Linked DNA regions of Triticum aestivum: region 2 is linked to region 1. Evidence: chromatin contacts called from public Hi-C data. All regions are on one chromosome and are shown on one strand. Each heading gives the region's core, a stretch centred on a gene start, on an enhancer-like site or on the middle of the called end of the contact. The rest is flanking DNA. Distances are from core to core; before and after follow the strand shown. Region 1 holds the start of LOC123130246. Region 2 holds the start of LOC123130302 (threonine--tRNA ligase, mitochondrial 1).

Region 1 (3,863 bases), core at 573-3,072:
AAACTCCAACAGATTTGATTACTGTATATGAAAGGAAAGGATGATGCAATTTTTTTATTAGCAACATGGCAATCTCTGTGTCAATAACTATGTGGTTCAACTTGTATGATTGTGTGAGCATGAAGTGGTTGTGTGAGCATGAATTAGGAGTAATAATTGTTTCTTCTAGAAACACATCAGTGGTAATAATAATAATAACAAATGAAGCAACTAACTGACCTTGTATTGCAACTATTGACATTGTATTGCAACTAAATCCGAATGTGCTGCTTCAGGTAATTGACATTGTATTGCAACTAAATTGTTTTTAGAAAATGCAGATGTCATTTTTGTCATATTTGGGACTCTGCAATTTCTTACTCACTGAATTTATCATATAATGTGGTTCATGATCAATGGTGAAAGAACTGAACACAGATGGTTACCATGGGGGAGCGTAGTGATTGGAATTGCTTATCCTCTCGGACGTCGACACGCAGTTGTTGGTCGCCGGGCACAAGGCAAGGGAGGGGGGCCTCTTCTGCACGCCAAGGTAGCTCGCCTTTGTGCCACTGGAGCAGCCAAGAGAGCAAGAGAAATAAACAAACACACATGTCAGACCACCAGAAAAGAAGAAATTCAGTTAACTGGTAACTGCATCCCCTTCTTCAGAGAGAGCTCAGGTTCTGAATTTTCCCTTCAGTGTACACACAAGTGGAGAACAAAAAATCTAGCAGAAACAGAGGACTGAACCAAGATACGGCAAAGAATAGCTGCATGTTTCTGAAGATGCAGCCTAGTGCCCAAATCTGTGCGCCATCTGTGCGGGATTTGTGCGATCTCAAGTCGCACGCAAGTGGCAGATGGGAGTACAGACTACAGAGAAATGACTAATGCTTTGATCCAATGACTACTGGCAAGCGGGATTTGTGCAGGACAAAAAAGACTAATGCTTTGATCTAATCTTATGGCGCCTACAGACTACAGAGAGGTTAACTGAACAGTATACTTGAGAATGGAGAAAGGGATTCCAGAGGTGAGAGGTGGCTAGGCTGACCGTGATGTAGATAACGAAGGAGGCGACGATGGTGCGGTACCGGCCGAGCCACGAGTCGGCGACGGCGGCGCCGAGCAGCGGCAACATCGACGCGGCGCCCGACCACGCATTGACGGCCGCGGGCGCTAGGGCAGCGGCTGGCGAAGCTCCTTGGCGGGTGTGCCGGCTGGCTCGGTATGGAGTCAGAGCTTGCGTACTGCCGCTCCAGGCCGCCGCCCGCAATTCTGCCGGCAGATCAACCACCGGCGATGTGGCAAAAATTGAAGCTTGAGACGGTGGGGAACGAGGAGGGGGACGAGCCGGCAGCATCGCAGCGTGGTTCGGGGGAGGAAGGCGGCGTGGGGCGGGGGAGGGAGGAAGGCGGTGGGGGGCGGCGTCGGAGAGCCAAGACGGCGAGCGGGCGAGCAAGAATGGTGAGCGACGGAGTTCTATGTCGGGAGCGGAGGACCGCGGGATTGGTCGGAAAAAATAGAAGGACTGTTTCGCAAAAAATACGACGGGGTCATCTATTACCGAACGGAGGGAGTATTTATCATGTGCATCCAGACGCCTTTTTTTTTCTCAAAAAGACCGAAGACCGTATACAAGTATCATAAGTTCTTACAAACACACCCTTCCAGAAAAATAGAAAGCTTTCAAAATTTTGAGATTGTTGAAGTCTTTTTTCTCCTGTATCCACCAACGGTGAGCCGGTGAAGGACGGAGAGAACATTATTCCTGCCCTTGGATAACGCTGCCACTTTGCTGCCTCAGACCAAACACGAAGAATCTCTAAAGAGGAACTGAAAAGGAAAAAATAGTTTCAACCCCCCCCCCCCCCCCCCCCCCGGTCACCTCGGTCACCTCTCTCAAGGGCGTGACTTTTGTTTGTTTGTCATGTGCAACCTGATGTTTTGGTCACATATGATGTATCGTCAAACTAATGCATATAAGAAGGTTTGAGTGGGACTTAAACGCCAAATTTCCATTTTAACGTTTTGATAGACCTGTACTCAAAACCAGCCGACTGTCCATGTGTTGCTACGATGAAACAACGATCATACTGGATGAACCTTTGTCTTCTTGTCTGGCTATGTCATCATCTTATCATGACTGAACAATCAAAATCCGCCATTGCCATTTTCTGAGATACACCCAGCGACATGCACATCGTTCTGATGACTGAAAGAAATGGCTCTACAAGAGTTGCACTCCGCAGTCCCTATAGGCTAAAACAACAGAACATAATCAGCATGATTTCCGCAATGCATATAATGAAATAGGAACATGCATATAATGAAATAGGAAGTACTCCTAGAGTTAATTTCAGCTCTTAAATTTTAGTTCATGGCAAACTGCACTTGTCAACGTTATTTTCCCCATTATGTCAAAATAACCTAGCAACGGCAATATTATGAACTCTCGAGTCTTGTGCAATCAAAAGCCATCATTTCTTCATGCAAAATACTCCTTGAAACTCTTCACGGAAAAGGAGATGGATGTCATGCACAATTCTCCTTGACACTCTTCACAAGAAAATACGTTGCTCATTTTATATTTGTTTCCCCTTCCCCCATTATTACCTAGCACATTGTCAATCAATTAACGAAATAGCTCTAAAACAGTACGAAAATCATAATGAAATAATGAAATAGCTCTCGCGTCAATAAAATCCATAATTTCACCATAATGAAATAGCTCTCGCGTCAATCAATTCTCCTTGTCAATAAAATATCACCATAGTAACAGGCAATGAAACAATCTGTATGAAGAACAAAGAGGAAGGGAAAGAATGAACACACAGAAAATGCTGTTATATCTCATTTCAACTTTATCACAGAACCACCACACACAGAAAAAGAACCTCACACAGAAAAAATTAGACAAGACTACCAAGAACAAGGCATTGAATAGACATTTAGAAGGGAAGTTCTGCAGCTGCACTAAAACGTTTCTGACAGATATAATACACGAATAGTAAATAGGCCAAGATATTTATTCTTAACCACCACTAACTATTTTACAAGGATAGCTTGGCTGTTTGTAATAACTAAATACTGCACAGGTAGTGTTGCTTCGGCCGATCATGGATCATGCTGGCTTCTTTGCGTGTATCTCAAACGCTGCCGTCTTCCCGGCGGAAGTGCTGGGCCATCCTGCCTCCTATCAATACCTGCACGATTGTTTCCAGCGTAACGTCGATCAAAGATGCCATGGCGATATCCGCGGTAACTGCTGGTGTGCCTCGAGTGCCGATTCGAGAAACCCTGGCGCAGCCAGCTTTGCGCGCTTGACCGTCGGATGCCCTGCCAATCTTCACGTGAGTTGCGCCTATCACTGAATGGCCTGGGCTGCGGCAGAAACCTAGGGAAGGCATGCCTTCCATCTGGCCAAATGGTAGGTGATCCTAGTCTTCCATTCAGCCAGGGCCTAGGGGCACGATGTCGGTTATCCGGTGATTCTACTTGGTCTTGGGCAGGAGACCACCAATCATCACCACTTTCTTCCCCAGAATCTTCATCAGGAGACATTGCATCTCTAGTCTCCATAACATAGTCACCAACTATTACTGCACCAGGATTCTGTGACCTGATTGCACTAATGACATCACCAAACTCCTGCTCACGTTCAAGGCGATCCCAAGACCTTTTCCTTGAGATATCTACAAGGGCAGGCTTTGCAAGCAAGTGAGCTGTTCTAGCATGCTCACGCAGCTGCTCATAGCTACCAACAAATTTGCAGCGATCATGGGAGCAACACCTCGACTTCTCGTCCAGATACCTTCTGACTTCTCCAGCAGGAATCCAGCCTGATACTGATCCTCTACAGAGAGGACACTTCATGTCAA
Region 2 (4,300 bases), core at 920-3,419, 310 kb after region 1:
GTGTCCCGCGTTATGTGTCTTGACTGTCGTATCTGAAAGTGATGAGAATTTTGTTTGCAATCAATTAGGTGATGATATGAAGACTTCTGTACCCACTCAACAATTGGAAAAGCAGGCCATGAATCTTCAGAAAGAAGAGCAAAATAAGCTAGTTGAGGACCAGTGTCAGGAAGATGCAGCAGAAACTGCACCGGTTTCAAGATGGTAGCACTGAAGAAATAGAAGAAGAGGCCATGGATCCTCATAACGTGTTAACAGGGGTCAAAGCTGTTTGCCCAGGAGCTGCTGAGTGGGTTCGCCGGTTGCGTGCTGAAAGACGTGGGCTGAGATGGCTGGCGATTCAGTTCAGCGACATTGGCAGCGCTCTCGTCGAGCTGCTCGGCAAGGACGCCTTCCTCGGTGAGATCGAGGGCAAGGACCGCCGCGCCACCGCCAGCGCCCGCGGCGGACGCGCGCTTTAGGAGAAGGTGGAGGACGAAGGCGGCACTGGACCCGTGGCCGCCGGCGGCGGCGCCGGTTGTCGCACGGACAGGCGAGGTCGAGGAGGAGGACGGCTGCGCGGCCTGGCTGGGGCCTCCGAGTGGCGCGCGGAGAGGCGCGACGGGCGCTGCTGGTGGTCGCCCACGACGGCGGATGGCGAGGGGCTGCCGGAGCGGTGCAAGGAGGCGCGAGGCATGGGCACAGGAGCTCGGGCGCGAGCGCGCCTCTCCGCGCCGTCCATCCTCACGGCGAGCGCCCTCCATCCTTCCGCGCGAGGCACGGCGGCCGCTGGCGCACGACGGGTTGGGCGAAGTCGCCGGCGCAGGACAGAATGGATAAGACGAAGGGGAGGAGTGCGGACTGAATTGAAATGACTATAGGGTTTCTCTGTAAAAGTGAAACGTTTTTCTAGAGTGTCACTAAAATAGGGACTGCGGGTTGATTTCAGGTAAACGTAGGGGCGTTTTTGCAGAACAGCCACAACGGATTATTAGTAGGTACTCCGTAAAAGATACCGGACGCAGAGGAGAAAACTCCCTCACAATATATCGCTGGCGTCCTGGAGCTCCCCTTCCCTTGCACCGGACGCAGAGGAGAAAACCCTCGTATGGAGGTAAAAATACCCCCATAAGAGGGGCCTGCAAAGGACGGCGCCGACGGGTATTGGATCCCCGCCAGGTTTGAGCCGAAGGAGTAGACCACCGGCTCTGGTGGTGGAGCTGGAGCGACCGTCGCCGGCGCTGCATTGGCCCGGGGCGGCGACATGATGCAGAAAGGGAAGGGAGCTCGTAGTGCCGCCGCCAGATCTACTCCGGTTGCGGAGAGGCGGGCAACCCACCTCTCGGATGAGATTGCTACCGCGAATGACCGGAGTTGGTGGGGCGTGGCGAGATGGCGGCGTTGCTATCGGAGAAATCTAACGGGCGGCGAGGTGAGAGAGAGGGGGTGGGTGTGAACTGGCGAGGGAGGTGACGGGAGGGGGCGTGGTGAGTTATGAACTGTCGCGTTGTCTCCCGTGCTTCCCCAGGCGCGCCACGCGTGGCTCGAGCGAGTCTGGCTCACAAAAAACGGCCGATTCGGCCGTTCCTCCAAAGTCAAGCCCAGACCTACTTTGAGGTTCGTGCGGGCCACGAATCACATGCAAGCCAAGCAACGCAACCAAACGAGCCAAATTCTGCTCGCGCGAGCCTGACCCGATCTAATGCAGCCTACCAAACGCGTCCAAGATGACATACTTGGGACCGGCTCGGCGGGATGTTGGGATAGCCACGCACGGCCAGCTGCAACCTGCAACGCAAGGCGGGGTGCTGGGATGGCACACCTTGGAGCTACAGCCGGCGAAGCAAAATGCTATGACCTGCGATGCATGGTTCGTCCGGCAACCAACGAGAGCGGGGCTACGAGCGACGATGCCCGGCAACCCGTGAGCAGCAACCGACGGCGCGGCAGGGACGCCACGACGCGTGTGTGCACGATGACAGATACTGTACGAGCGTAGGAGCGCACGCGACGCGCGGCGACTTGTGCCGTGCGCGCGCGTGCGCGTGTTTTTCTCATGCACGTTGACCAAGCACTGCAGCAGTCAAGCTTGGCAGGAAGAGTGGCGGGCAAGTTCAGAGTAGCCCGCAAGTTTCGTACCGTTGTAAAGAGGCCCCTCTGCTCTGTACGAGAACCAGGACAGTTTGCTGCTCAAACAACAAAAAAACAATCATCTCCCTCGTTTCCGAGTTTGAGTTTCCAATTCCAAAGCAGCTAGCAGAGGGGTTCCGCCCGCTTGAATCCTCTACGGCGACGCGCCTCTTCCACCGCTCCGCCGCCGCGATGGGCGCGAAAAAGAAGGGGGTGGGCGCGAAAGAGAAGGCGCCGCCCCCGCCCCCGACCATCCTCCCGGACGAGGCGTACCTGGAGGCGGTGACAGCGAAGCGGATCCGACTGTTCGAGCAGATACTGGACAGGCAGGCCCGCCGGCACGCCGAGAACGGCGGCGGTCCCATCAAGTTAGTTCTCCATTCCTTTTGGTTCACTTGGATTGGATATCCAAATGTCATATGATTATCAACCCCAACATCCACCCCTCTCTAGAAAAAAAAAGTAATATGCTCTCTGCCATAGTGCCCCGATACTGTACTAAAATACCCCGATACTGTACTAAATTATTCAAGTCTAACCCAATGTTTGGCTTGTTAAACATTCAGGTGCACTGTGCACGTGCAATGCAATCACCAGCATCACGCCGCTGCAATTATTGATGTTTATTTTTTTCACCACGATGCTTCAGGATAACTCTGCCCGATGCCGATGGCACGGTCAAGGAAGGCAAGAAGTGGGTGTCCACCCCAATGGACATCGCCAAGGAGATATCAAGCGGGCTAGCAGCTCGCTGCTTGATAGCTCAAGTGAACTGAGGACTGTGGGACATGACAAGGCCGCTGGAAGATGACTGTGAACTGAGCCTGCTCACCTTCGACAGCAAGGAAGGTCGCGACACTCTGTGGCACTCGAGTGCCCACATTCTCGGAGAGGTGAGCTCAAAGCTTGTCCTTGTCAAAGCATCTTCTGATGAGCATAGCATGATAACATATACTTCATTTCCAATTCAAGTTTCTTCTAACCCAAGGTAATGAACATACGCAGGCTCTCGAGCGTGTGTACGGCTGCAAACTGTGCATCGGGCCTTGTACCACGAGTGGGGAAGGTTTCTACTATGACGCCTACTACGACAACAATGTCACGCTGAATGCCTCGCATTTTGGTCGCATCGAAGACCGGGCTCGAGGAGCGGTCGCCGAAAAGCAGCCATTCCAACGTATTGAGGTCTACAGGGATGAAGCCTTCGAGTTTTTCACTGAGAACAGATTTAAGGTTGAAATCATCAATGAATTGCCCGAGGACAAGCCCATTACGTTATATAGATGTGGCCCTTTGGTTGACCTATGCCGTGGACCGCACATCCTGAATACTTCTTTCGTTAAAGCTTTTGCTTGCCTCAAGGTAATTCGGTCTTCTTTCTTTAGCGAAGTTCTCATCTTGATGGGATTTAGTAGTATCTCAGATTTGAATTTACATGTAAATATTTTATAGGCTTCGTCCTCATATTGGATGGGAAAAGCAGACCGTGAGAGCCTGCAGAGAGTACATGGAATTTCTTTCCCTCAGTCTAAACTTCTCAAGGTACATCATCATGCAATTTTCTCTAATTTCTACTGGGATCTTGATATGTAAAGTCAGATATGACATGTTACACTATACACAGAATAAGTACCTCGGACTTATCAAACATGGTAACAAAAGTCGAAACTGATTTCAATACCACTGTAGGCAGTTATTTGATCTGGTTTTAGATGTCAACAGTGCAAGATAAGAGCGCAAGCTGAACTTGTTTCTTTGAATTGTAACTATACATTCCTATTATGCTCTCATTTTATGAAAACCTGTTATGTTTTACATACACTTTTATTGCTTGATAATCTGCAGGAATATCAACATATGATGGAGGAGGCTGCGACGCGCGATCATAGGTTATTGGGGGAGTCCCAGAAACTCTTCTTTTTCGATTCGCTTAGGTACCTTGGCATTCTCGATTAGATTTTTCTTTTTTATACTACTATTTTTCATTCCTTTTACATCTTTGGGTCATGGTCATGTGCTAGACCTTTGATTAGCTTCACCCCTGTGCAGCCCAGGAAGTTGCTTCTTCCTTCCACATGGTAAAAAAATAGTTAACAAATTGAAGGCTTTTTTGCGACAACAATACAGGGACAGAGGCTACCAAGAGGTAAGTGTTCATTTGTTAGGTACTCCAACTAGTGATCTAAAACGT

What was found. Hi-C and Micro-C count contacts between places; a contact is called where the count stands out from the background.
Region 2: a contact with region 1 is called in a Hi-C map of leaf, with 4 times the contacts expected there. The contact joins the promoter of LOC123130302 here to the promoter of LOC123130246 in region 1. A contact is called at or near these places in 2 of 5 Hi-C or Micro-C datasets (both in leaf).

Annotation. Positions count from the first base shown.
Region 1 is chr1B:445,049,050-445,052,912 of IWGSC CS RefSeq v2.1, forward strand. LOC123130246 reads right to left here and starts at 1,823. Exons shown (of 6, transcript XM_044550200.1): 1 at 1,037-1,823; 2 at 426-551. The coding sequence starts at 1,345.
Region 2 is chr1B:445,363,323-445,367,622 of IWGSC CS RefSeq v2.1, forward strand. LOC123130302 (threonine--tRNA ligase, mitochondrial 1) reads left to right here and starts at 2,170. Exons shown (of 17, transcript XM_044550231.1): 1 at 2,170-2,477; 2 at 2,759-3,002; 3 at 3,115-3,471; 4 at 3,562-3,651; 5 at 3,955-4,043; 6 at 4,159-4,255. The coding sequence starts at 2,898. It overlaps LOC123130293 (a long non-coding RNA gene), which reads right to left and starts at 859. Exons shown (of 5, transcript XR_006463796.1): 1 at 1-859.